3 separate regions of the Mus musculus genome follow, and regions 1 and 3 are each linked to region 2. A link is a contact called in public Hi-C and HiChIP or PLAC-seq data. All regions are on one chromosome and are shown on one strand. Each heading gives the region's core, a stretch centred on a gene start, on an enhancer-like site or on the middle of the called end of the contact. The rest is flanking DNA. Distances are from core to core; before and after follow the strand shown.

What was found. Hi-C and Micro-C count contacts between places; a contact is called where the count stands out from the background. HiChIP or PLAC-seq counts read pairs in DNA pulled down with a chosen protein or histone mark.
Region 1: a contact with region 2 is called in a Hi-C map of the CH12 cell line, with 4 times the contacts expected there. The contact joins the enhancer-like site here to the promoter of Chst7 in region 2. A contact is called at or near these places in 8 of 39 promoter capture datasets (3T3-L1-derived adipocytes, the C10 cell line, embryonic stem cells and 2 more), 1 of 15 datasets of contacts at CTCF or cohesin (large pre-B cells), 7 of 484 Hi-C or Micro-C datasets (the CH12 cell line, bone marrow-derived macrophages, cerebellum and 3 more), 8 of 115 datasets of contacts at active chromatin or transcription factors (bone marrow-derived dendritic cells, bone marrow-derived macrophages, embryonic forebrain and 3 more) and 2 of 9 other capture datasets (embryonic stem cells and macrophages).
Region 3: an H3K4me3 HiChIP or PLAC-seq map of neural progenitor cells shows a contact between it and region 2, with 6 times the contacts expected there. The contact joins the promoter of Rp2 here to the promoter of Chst7 in region 2. A contact is called at or near these places in 15 of 39 promoter capture datasets (the 3T3-L1 cell line, the C10 cell line, cranial neural crest and 8 more), 1 of 484 Hi-C or Micro-C datasets (cortical neurons), 7 of 115 datasets of contacts at active chromatin or transcription factors (astrocytes, bone marrow-derived macrophages, cardiomyocytes and 4 more) and 2 of 9 other capture datasets (liver and macrophages).

The regions. Positions count from the first base shown.
Region 1 is chrX:20,333,939-20,336,984 of GRCm38.p6, forward strand. No RefSeq gene overlaps it. Among named protein-coding and RNA genes, the nearest start is that of Rp2, 29 kb to the right of the region's middle. Within about 2 kb of position 1,718, at least 1 of the 459 cell types and tissues checked has an H3K27ac peak or open chromatin away from gene starts, as enhancers often do. A contact at or near this core is called in the CH12 cell line, where this site is marked.
Region 2 is chrX:20,058,245-20,061,106 of GRCm38.p6, forward strand. It overlaps Chst7 (carbohydrate (N-acetylglucosamino) sulfotransferase 7), which reads left to right and starts at 1,326. Exons shown (of 2, transcript NM_021715.1): 1 at 1,326-2,862. The coding sequence starts at 1,472.
Region 3 is chrX:20,362,933-20,365,788 of GRCm38.p6, forward strand. It overlaps Rp2 (retinitis pigmentosa 2 homolog), which reads left to right and starts at 1,549. Exons shown (of 5, transcript NM_133669.5): 1 at 1,549-1,896. The coding sequence starts at 1,804.

The sequences.
Region 1 (3,046 bases), core at 468-2,967, 280 kb after region 2:
ATAGTATGACAACGTAATGAAATCTAATACTGCGTGTGCTAATTAAAAACAAATTTTTTAAAATGATGGGGCAAGACAAGATGAAGGGAGAGAAAGCTCAGTGGCAGTCCCTGCCATTTCTGTCAGTCAATAGCATCATCCTCCTGTGTCACAAAGCTAAGAAATAGGACAGGAACTGTTATCCTCAGATAGAAAGCTAAAGACAGGGAACAGAAGTAACTGCCTACACTCATGTAATTAGAAAGGGACAGGGTCAGATTTTAAAGAGGGGAGCCTTTCATTATAAGACAATATTGCTTATTTGAATGAAAGTTAATAAAGATGGGGCCCAAAACAGTAAAAAAAAAAAAAAATTGAGAGCTACCTACCACTTCCAAGGGGAAACAAATGGATCAAGTAGATGATGAGCCCCAGGTTCATCCTTTTCTCTTCCAGCCACCCAGCATCTGCCCTTGTTATCCCAGGCACCTCCCACCTTTCTACCAAGTCTTCACATACTTTATCCACCTCTACCACAGACAACCCTTTCATTCCATACGCTAGTTAAGAGAATCTCAAAAGGTAATGAATTTCCACAAGGGAGCTATGTAAATTGCAATGTACCATCCAAATGTGAGGTATTTCTATTAGTTTTATCCTAACTTGGACTCATATCCTGTACCAACACATTCCCTAGAATGGCTTATACTGCCTTAACGAACAGAACAGATGCAATATACTTAGGAAAAAAATCCCTAAATATTGGAGAAATGTGTCTGGCATAGCGTTCATAGTGATGAGCATTTAACTACAGAGTTGAGTCATATTGAATATATTCACATGATTGTGCAACTATCACCATCATCCATCTCTAGAACTTTTTGATCATAAAAAACCCACATATTCTGCACTTACTTAAAATTAATTTCCCATTCTCCTGCCCTATAATCACCATCAACCACAATTCTATCTTTTTCTCTACGAATTTAACTACTCTAGCATGCCTATCCTCTGAGAGGCTCTACCAACAGCTGACTGACAGAAATACAGGTACTCACAGCCAAGTATTATACAGAGGTCAGGGCCCCTATTGGAAGGGTTAGGGGAAAGATTGAAAGCCTTAAAGTGGATGGCAACTCCACAGGAAGACCAACAGTGTCAACTAACCTGGACCCCTGGGAGCTCACAGAGACTGAGCCACAAACCAAAGAACATACACATGCCGTTCTGAGCCACCAACCTCCCTCCCCCACACACTTATATGTAGCAGAAGATTGCCTTGTCTGGCCTCAGTGGGAGAGGATGCGCTTAATCCTGTAGGGACTTGATGCACCAGGATAGGAGGATACGGGGGGGGGGGGGGGGCGGGGGGACTCTATCAGAGGTGAAGGGGAGGGGGGATAGGATGGGGGTAACATTTGGGATATTAATAAATAAAATAACTAATTAAAAAGATACTATCTTCAGCATACATGCATGTTATAGCAAGTGTCCAGAATTCCCTTCCCCATTAAGGCAACTAAAGTATCATTATATGAATATACTACATATTATGCATATGAGCAAATGTTCATGGACATTTATGTCACTTTCACTTATCCTTAGACTTTAAAAATCAGTGCCACCAGCAACCCATCCAGAAAGCAATGGCCTCCACCCCTTCTGATCTACTTCCTACTCTGTACTGTTATTTGAGTGTCACAACATAAGCCCCACCTTCTCTCCTTGTCCTGTGCCTTCCTCCTTGCCTTGGGCATGGCTTCACTCTTCTAACACCCTTCCCAGCTTAATCTTCCACACACCCCTGCTACCTGCCAATCACTCCAACTCCTGAGCCCTTGGTTTTACACATTGAGCTCTCATTCTAAGCTTCTAAAGGACCCTGTCGTTTTTATTCTTGCCAAGAAACGAACTATATTCTCTATCAACCTTCCAGATACTGGTTCTTAAGCCCACAGCCCCAGGTTACAGCCAGGCTTGGAGCTTTAAATTCCTCTGATATGGCTCCCTCCTGCCACCTGCTGGCCACAAACACCAATGGGATTGTTTTCTATTCAAAGGAAATCCTTCTCATTTTAATGCTTCTGACCTTAGTGACATTTCCATTACAGAATGTGACATTCCACTGTGTAATTAAATTTTTCCTTACAATATCTTCACTCTCCTGTTTTTAAAAGAAGATCTTTTAGAAAACCCATGTGTGAGTCACAGAGATTCTCATCAGACTTGGCAGAAGATAAAGAAAAAAAAATCCACTCTGTACTTGGACACTTCAATTTGCAAAATGGTAAGGGTCTCACTATATACATTACTTCTCAAAAGCTTTCTGAGAGCAGTCATGTTATAGTCCAGATGAATAATCTTCCTAGTTTGATTTCTTTTGCTATGATAAAGACCATGACCAATAACAACTTGGAGAGGAAAAGAGGGTTTATTGGGCTCGCAGGCACCAGTCACAGTCCATTCTCAGGGAAACCAAGGCAGGAACTCAAGAGGGTGAGGTACCTAGAGGCAGGAACTGAAGCAAAGGCCATGGAGGGGTGCTGCTTACTAACATGTTTCCCATGGCTTTGTTCAGCCTGCTTTCTGATCACACACCCATGGGTGACACCACTCTCAGTAGCTGAGGCCAGCTTGATTTACATAGCAAATTCCAGGCCAGCAAGGACTACATAGTGAAACCTTATTTTTAAAAAATAGATTTGAGGCAGGGCAGTGGTGGCACATGCCTTTAATCCCAGCACTTGGGAGGCAGAGGCAGGCCTGAGTTCGATTTCTGAGTTCAAGGCCAGACTGGTCTACAGAGTGAGTTCCAGGACACAGATAAACCCTGTCTCAGAAAAAAAATAGATTTGGGGACTTGAAGATATTATGGTTTGGATTTGTAATGTCCCCTATAAGCCATTTATTAAAGGCATGGTCAACAGTCTGTGGTGCTCTTAGGGCACGGTAGAACCTTTAAGGAATGTGGCTTTCTCAGAGGAAGTTAGGTCATTGTGGGTGTGCCTATGAAAGAGATTCCAGCCACCTCTTGTGCGTCTATTTTGCTTCTCAGTCACCATCTACC
Region 2 (2,862 bases), core at 76-2,575:
TTTATGTTGCAAAATAGTATCCTTGCTACAAAGGAGATTAATACATAAGTGAGTGAATGTTACTGATGGAAAATGAAGAGGTTCAACATGGTTTCTTCTGACAAAAAAGTAGCAAGTAATGACACTGTTGGGAAAGGAGTGCAGTGGTACCCCTGGTTGGAGAAGAGCAGAGAATTTTGAATAGTCCTAGAGGCTTGAGATTTGGAATTGACAGGATGTCTGAGGTTAATGGTGTTAAATTTCTCTTGGTGTAAACATGTCCTTTATGGAATGTTTTGCAATTGTGTTTGTGGGTTTGGGAAAGAATGGCTTTTCTAGGGGAGTAATGAATGACAGAAGGCAAGGAAGTTTAGTTTATTGCCATGAGTGTTATTAAAATAATGGCACAGGACCAGTAAGATGGCTCAGTGAGAGCACTTGCCTAGAGCTGATCCTAGCAACCTGAGTTCAATCGCCAGTCTCCAGGACATGCAAGATGAGAGAAGAGAACCAACTCCCTCATGTTGTCCTCTGACCTCCATACATGTGCACACACAGGCACACAGGCACGCACGCACACACACACACACACACACACACACACACACACGAATATAATTTGAGAGAGAGAGAGAGAGAGAGAGAATTGCCCATAGTCTTTTAGATGAACACGAAGATTTGAGAAAAATGTAAAGGGAGTGGGCAAGGTGGATCAGAAATAAAGAATATATATACAAGTGGCTGGAAAGTGTGAGAATTGTGGGCAAGAAACAATGATTGACAAATACAAAATAAATAGTTTTCATATATAAGGAATACAAGAGAAGGGCTGGAGAATTAGTTCAGTGATTAAGACCACTTACTGGAGACCCAAGTTTGGTTTGAAACACCTATAGCTCTGATTACACCCATCTGCAACTCTTGTTTCTGGTGATCCAGTGCCCTCTTCTGGATTCTGCTGGGACCAAAACAGGAAGAAAAAAAGTGTCATTCTCCAGGTGGGGAATCATGTCCAGTCACTGGATGCCTTCTGTACACATTGTGACTCTCCCTTGCCTGAAGTTGGTTGGTTAGCAAACTTAAATTCGTTTTGAAGGAGTTAGGGAAAGGTGGAGTACACTCAGTGCACCCCAGAGGGTGTCCCTGCCCTGTGGCAGCCCTGTCCAGCTCTAGCCCGGCGTTGAGCAAACCCAGGAGCAGAGCGTAAGTGGGCGGGGAGAAGTTTCGGGTACCATGGGCAGGGCCTGCAGCTGCTGAACCGGCCAATGAGCGCTCTCAAGAGGCTGAGCCAAGAAGGAGGCTGAGTGTGCCGCCACCACTGCCTCCCAAGTTTCCTGTAGTGGATACACCGCCCGGCTGCTCCACTCCGCTCCACCCAACATTGAGGGAGACCCGAAGAGGCCGGAGCCGAGGACTTTGGGCTGGGTTTTCTGGACAGAACCAGCAGGCGCCTACTCTGCTCTGGGTGGGGAGAGTGAGGATTCGGTGAACTATGAAGGGCCGGCGGCGGCGGCGCCGAGAGTATTGCAAGTTCACGCTGCTCTTGGCGCTGTACACGCTTTTGCTACTTCTTGTCCCCTCTGTACTGGACAGCCACAGCGAGCAGGACAAGGGCAGGAACTGCCCCGGCCTGCAGCGCAGCTTGGGTGTGTGGAGCCTGGAGGCGGCGGCGGCCGGGGAACGTGAGCAGGGCGCTGAGGTGCGGTCCCTGGCCGAAGGAAACCCGGATCGATCCCCCGGGTCCCCCGGCAACCTCAGCGCCGTCGGTGAGGCGGTGACCCAGGAAAAGCAACACATCTATGTGCATGCCACCTGGCGCACCGGCTCGTCCTTCTTGGGCGAACTCTTCAACCAGCACCCGGACGTTTTCTACTTGTACGAGCCCATGTGGCATCTGTGGCAGGCACTGTATCCGGGCGACGCGGAGAGCCTGCAGGGCGCACTAAGAGACATGCTGCGCTCCCTCTTCCGCTGTGATTTCTCTGTGCTGCGCCTGTACGCGCAGCCTGGGGACCCTGGGGAGCGAGCACCGGACTCGGCCAACCTCACCACGGCCATGCTTTTCCGCTGGCGGACCAACAAGGTCATCTGCTCGCCGCCTCTGTGCCCCGCCGCGCCCCGGGCACGCGCGGACGTGGGACTCGTCGAGGACAAAGCCTGCGAAAGTACCTGCCCGCCCGTTTCGCTCCGCGCCCTGGAGGCCGAGTGCCGCAAGTACCCGGTGGTGGTCATCAAAGACGTGCGGCTACTGGACCTGGGAGTGCTGGTCCCTCTGCTGCGTGACCCAGGCCTCAACCTAAAGGTGGTGCAACTCTTCCGAGACCCTCGGGCCGTGCACAACTCGCGCCTCAAGTCGAGGCAGGGACTGCTGCGCGAAAGCATCCAGGTGCTGCGCACGCGCCAGAGGGGCGACCACTTCCACCGGGTGCTGCTGGCGCATGGAGTGGATGCCCGTCCGGGAGGCCAGGCCCGGGCTCTGCCCTCGGCGCCACGCGCTGATTTCTTCTTAACCAGCGCGCTTGAGGTGATCTGTGAAGCGTGGCTTCGCGACCTGCTATTCACCCGCGGCGCGCCCGCCTGGCTGAGGCGTCGCTACCTGCGGCTGCGTTATGAGGACCTGGTGTGGCAGCCCCAAGCCCAGCTGCGCCGCCTGCTGCGCTTCTCTGGGTTGCGGACACTCGCCGCGCTTGATGCCTTCGCATTCAATATGACGCGGGGCTCGGCCTACGGCGCCGATCGTCCCTTCCACTTGTCTGCGCGGGACGCCCGAGAGGCTGTGCACGCCTGGCGCGAACGTCTGAGCCAAGAGCAGGTGCGCCAAGTGGAAACCGCCTGCGCCCCTGCCATGCGTCTGCTTGCCTACCCTCGAAGTGGGGACGAACG
Region 3 (2,856 bases), core at 299-2,798, 300 kb after region 2:
AAAATAAACAAATAATTTTAAAAGGGTGTGCTCAAAGCAATGAGTTTTAGAAATTCTTTCTCTAAAATTAGTTTTATTGAGTTGTGTCTTTATGAAGAACATGATCCATGAGGGACAGAGGATCTGAATTTTTCTAGTTCTTGCTCAATTCCATTCATTGTGACCACAGATTCATCCCTGGATTTCAGCTTCTTATTCTGCACTCTGCAGTGATCAAACTTTTGCTATTCTATGAATATAAATTAGCAGCAGGGCTCTAATACAAAACTATCCTCACATAGAACTTTGATCTGACTGAAGAAAAAGGCAGTAATGCACAGCTTTTATTGTCCAAGACCTGGAGCTTAACTTTCAGGTCATTTATAATTCTTAAGCACTGTACCCTTCTTCCTGGTTGTACAAAAAGGGCAGGAAGTGAAAGGAGGAACAATCTTAATGCCCAAATTGAGTCAGAGGCTCTTTTAGAATCTACATTAAATGTGATAGGTATGGTCAAGTAAAAAGATAAACAAATTTGAAAGTGCTAGTCTGCATTTGATGTCTTATCATGATGTTTTAATACTGTATCTCAGAGAAATCAACTTATTATGAAAGCAATACATGGGCATTGTACTCAAAGTCCACCCAAATACAACAAATGTTAATGATTGTGTATATTTTTATGTTTTCACGCGAACTTTGTACCATTTGCTTTGAACAGATCAGGTTGTTTATATGATAGGGTTTATATCCTCTATTAGACTTTGCACTGCTTGAGTTCCTAAAGCTCCTTTGTGGTGAGTCAACATGCCTCTCTTACCCTCTATAGTTGGACTACTGTCTTTTGGAAGAGATTGGAAAAAGGTTATATGTGCTTCTGTCATTGGATGCATAAGCTGAGAGATTCAAAGGTACATGCCTTTTTGTAATATCCTTTTGCTCCCAGATTCACTGTTCTAGTAAGGAGACAATACTAGGTTTTTATCCTAAATACTTGTCCAATTTTGGAGAGATAAGTGGAAGCTTTTAGACATCCCTCAAAGGATTGGAGAGATGGCTCAGTGTTTAAGATCATTTGCTCCTCTTGCAGAGGATCCAGGTTCGCTCCCTAGCACTTGCTTGATGGCTTACAACTATTAGTAACCAGGAGATTTGAGCCCTCTCCTGACCTCTACAGACACCAGACATGAACAGTTCGACCAGAAGCTTGTGGGTTCCCTAGAAAGGTACTGAAAGGGAGGAGTGAAGGACACAAATTTGTTTTACAAAATCAGCAAGATTTTTTTCCCTAGCAATTTTTGTCATAAAACAAGTCCACTACTCTGTATGGCATCCCCTCCAGAGCTTAAATTTTGGAAACTTTCGAAATTTGAGCACCGGGTCAGGAAAAGGTACTCAGCCCAATCAAACAGCAGCCAGCTAGCCCAGCCTAGTTCACTAGAGGGGAGAAGCTGGGGGTGGAGTAGGACCGACCTGGGGACGGGGCCCTCGGTGAGAGCACCTGAGCTGGCCAGCCCCCCGCTGACGTAGGATTGGTGAATGAATACTTTGGCCTGAGCTCATAGGAGCAGAGCAGCTTGCGAGGCATTGATTGGCTCAGAGGCTGCTGCCCGCTTATTGGTTGCCATAGGTCGTCACGGAGACCTAGGGGGTTGGGCGGAGAAGGGTGTTGGGCCTGGCGGGAGTGCTGAGGGTTCCTGGCGGCGGGGCTGCTCCCCTGGGCGGTGTCCGGGGAGCTGTTGGCCGAGTCACCCTGGCTTCCCGCCACCCTCTGAAAGGTGTCTGAGCGAGTGGGGTCCACTACCAAGACCCTTAGGCCGCACCATGGGCTGCTGCTTCACTAAGAGGAGGAAGAGTGAAAAGGCTGAGGGAGAGGAGGAGCAGCCCAAGCTGTACAGCTGGGACCAGCGGGAGAAGGTGATGTTTTGGGGATCCCTTGCTTTGGGCCCTCCTCGGCTGCCCTTTGCAGCAGATGAAAGCGGGCAGTTTGGCGGGTGGCCCACAACTGGCTTTCACTGGCGCGCACAGGCAGCTGAAGTCGCACGACTTTGGGGGCGGGATGTGAAGGGCCCAAAGGAGGCATAGAGTTAGTGGTCAGCCTAACTAGACTCCCAGGGCCTCTCTGTAGGCTCTGCACCCCGACTCCGGATTCTAGAAAGGACTCCAGGGAGGGAAAGAGCCAGGAAGGTGCTGAATCTCCAATCAGCTCATTTCACCAGCGTTGGCCAAAGGGGTTTGGTCCAGTGGTCGAATTACACACGCAAGACTGGTTCTCATCTTTTCTGCGGTTTGTATTCCCAAGCTGTTACTCTTTTGTCTGCTCTCCTCTGAAAATCGCTTTTGGTGCCTCTTGGTGTTACTCAGTTATTAAATGGACTGTTTCATGTCTACCTTTATTCTCGTCTTCCATTTATCAGAAAAGAATAATGAAAATTGAGGCAGTCTTGGAGTGTATTGTGTAAGGTGAAAGTACCCAACACAAACCAGGAAGTAGTTTATTATTGCAGCTTTATATGAACGAAAATGCCATATATATATATATGTACACACACACATACACACACACATATATACATATGTGTGTGTGTATATATATATATATATATATATATATATATATATATATATATATATATATATATATATATATATATATATATATATATATATCTCAAAAGGTTTGAAAAAGTCTCCTAATCTTGCACAAAACACACTTACTTAGGCATACATTTCACAATGGTTCCTCTTTCTACAAAGTTCTTCTTTTCTTCTTAGTGTAGTTGCTTTGTAAAACACTTAATAGACATCAATTATTATAGTTTCTCAAACAAAATAAGAACGCTTGTTCTTTTAAATGGGTGTCATGAACAGTTAACT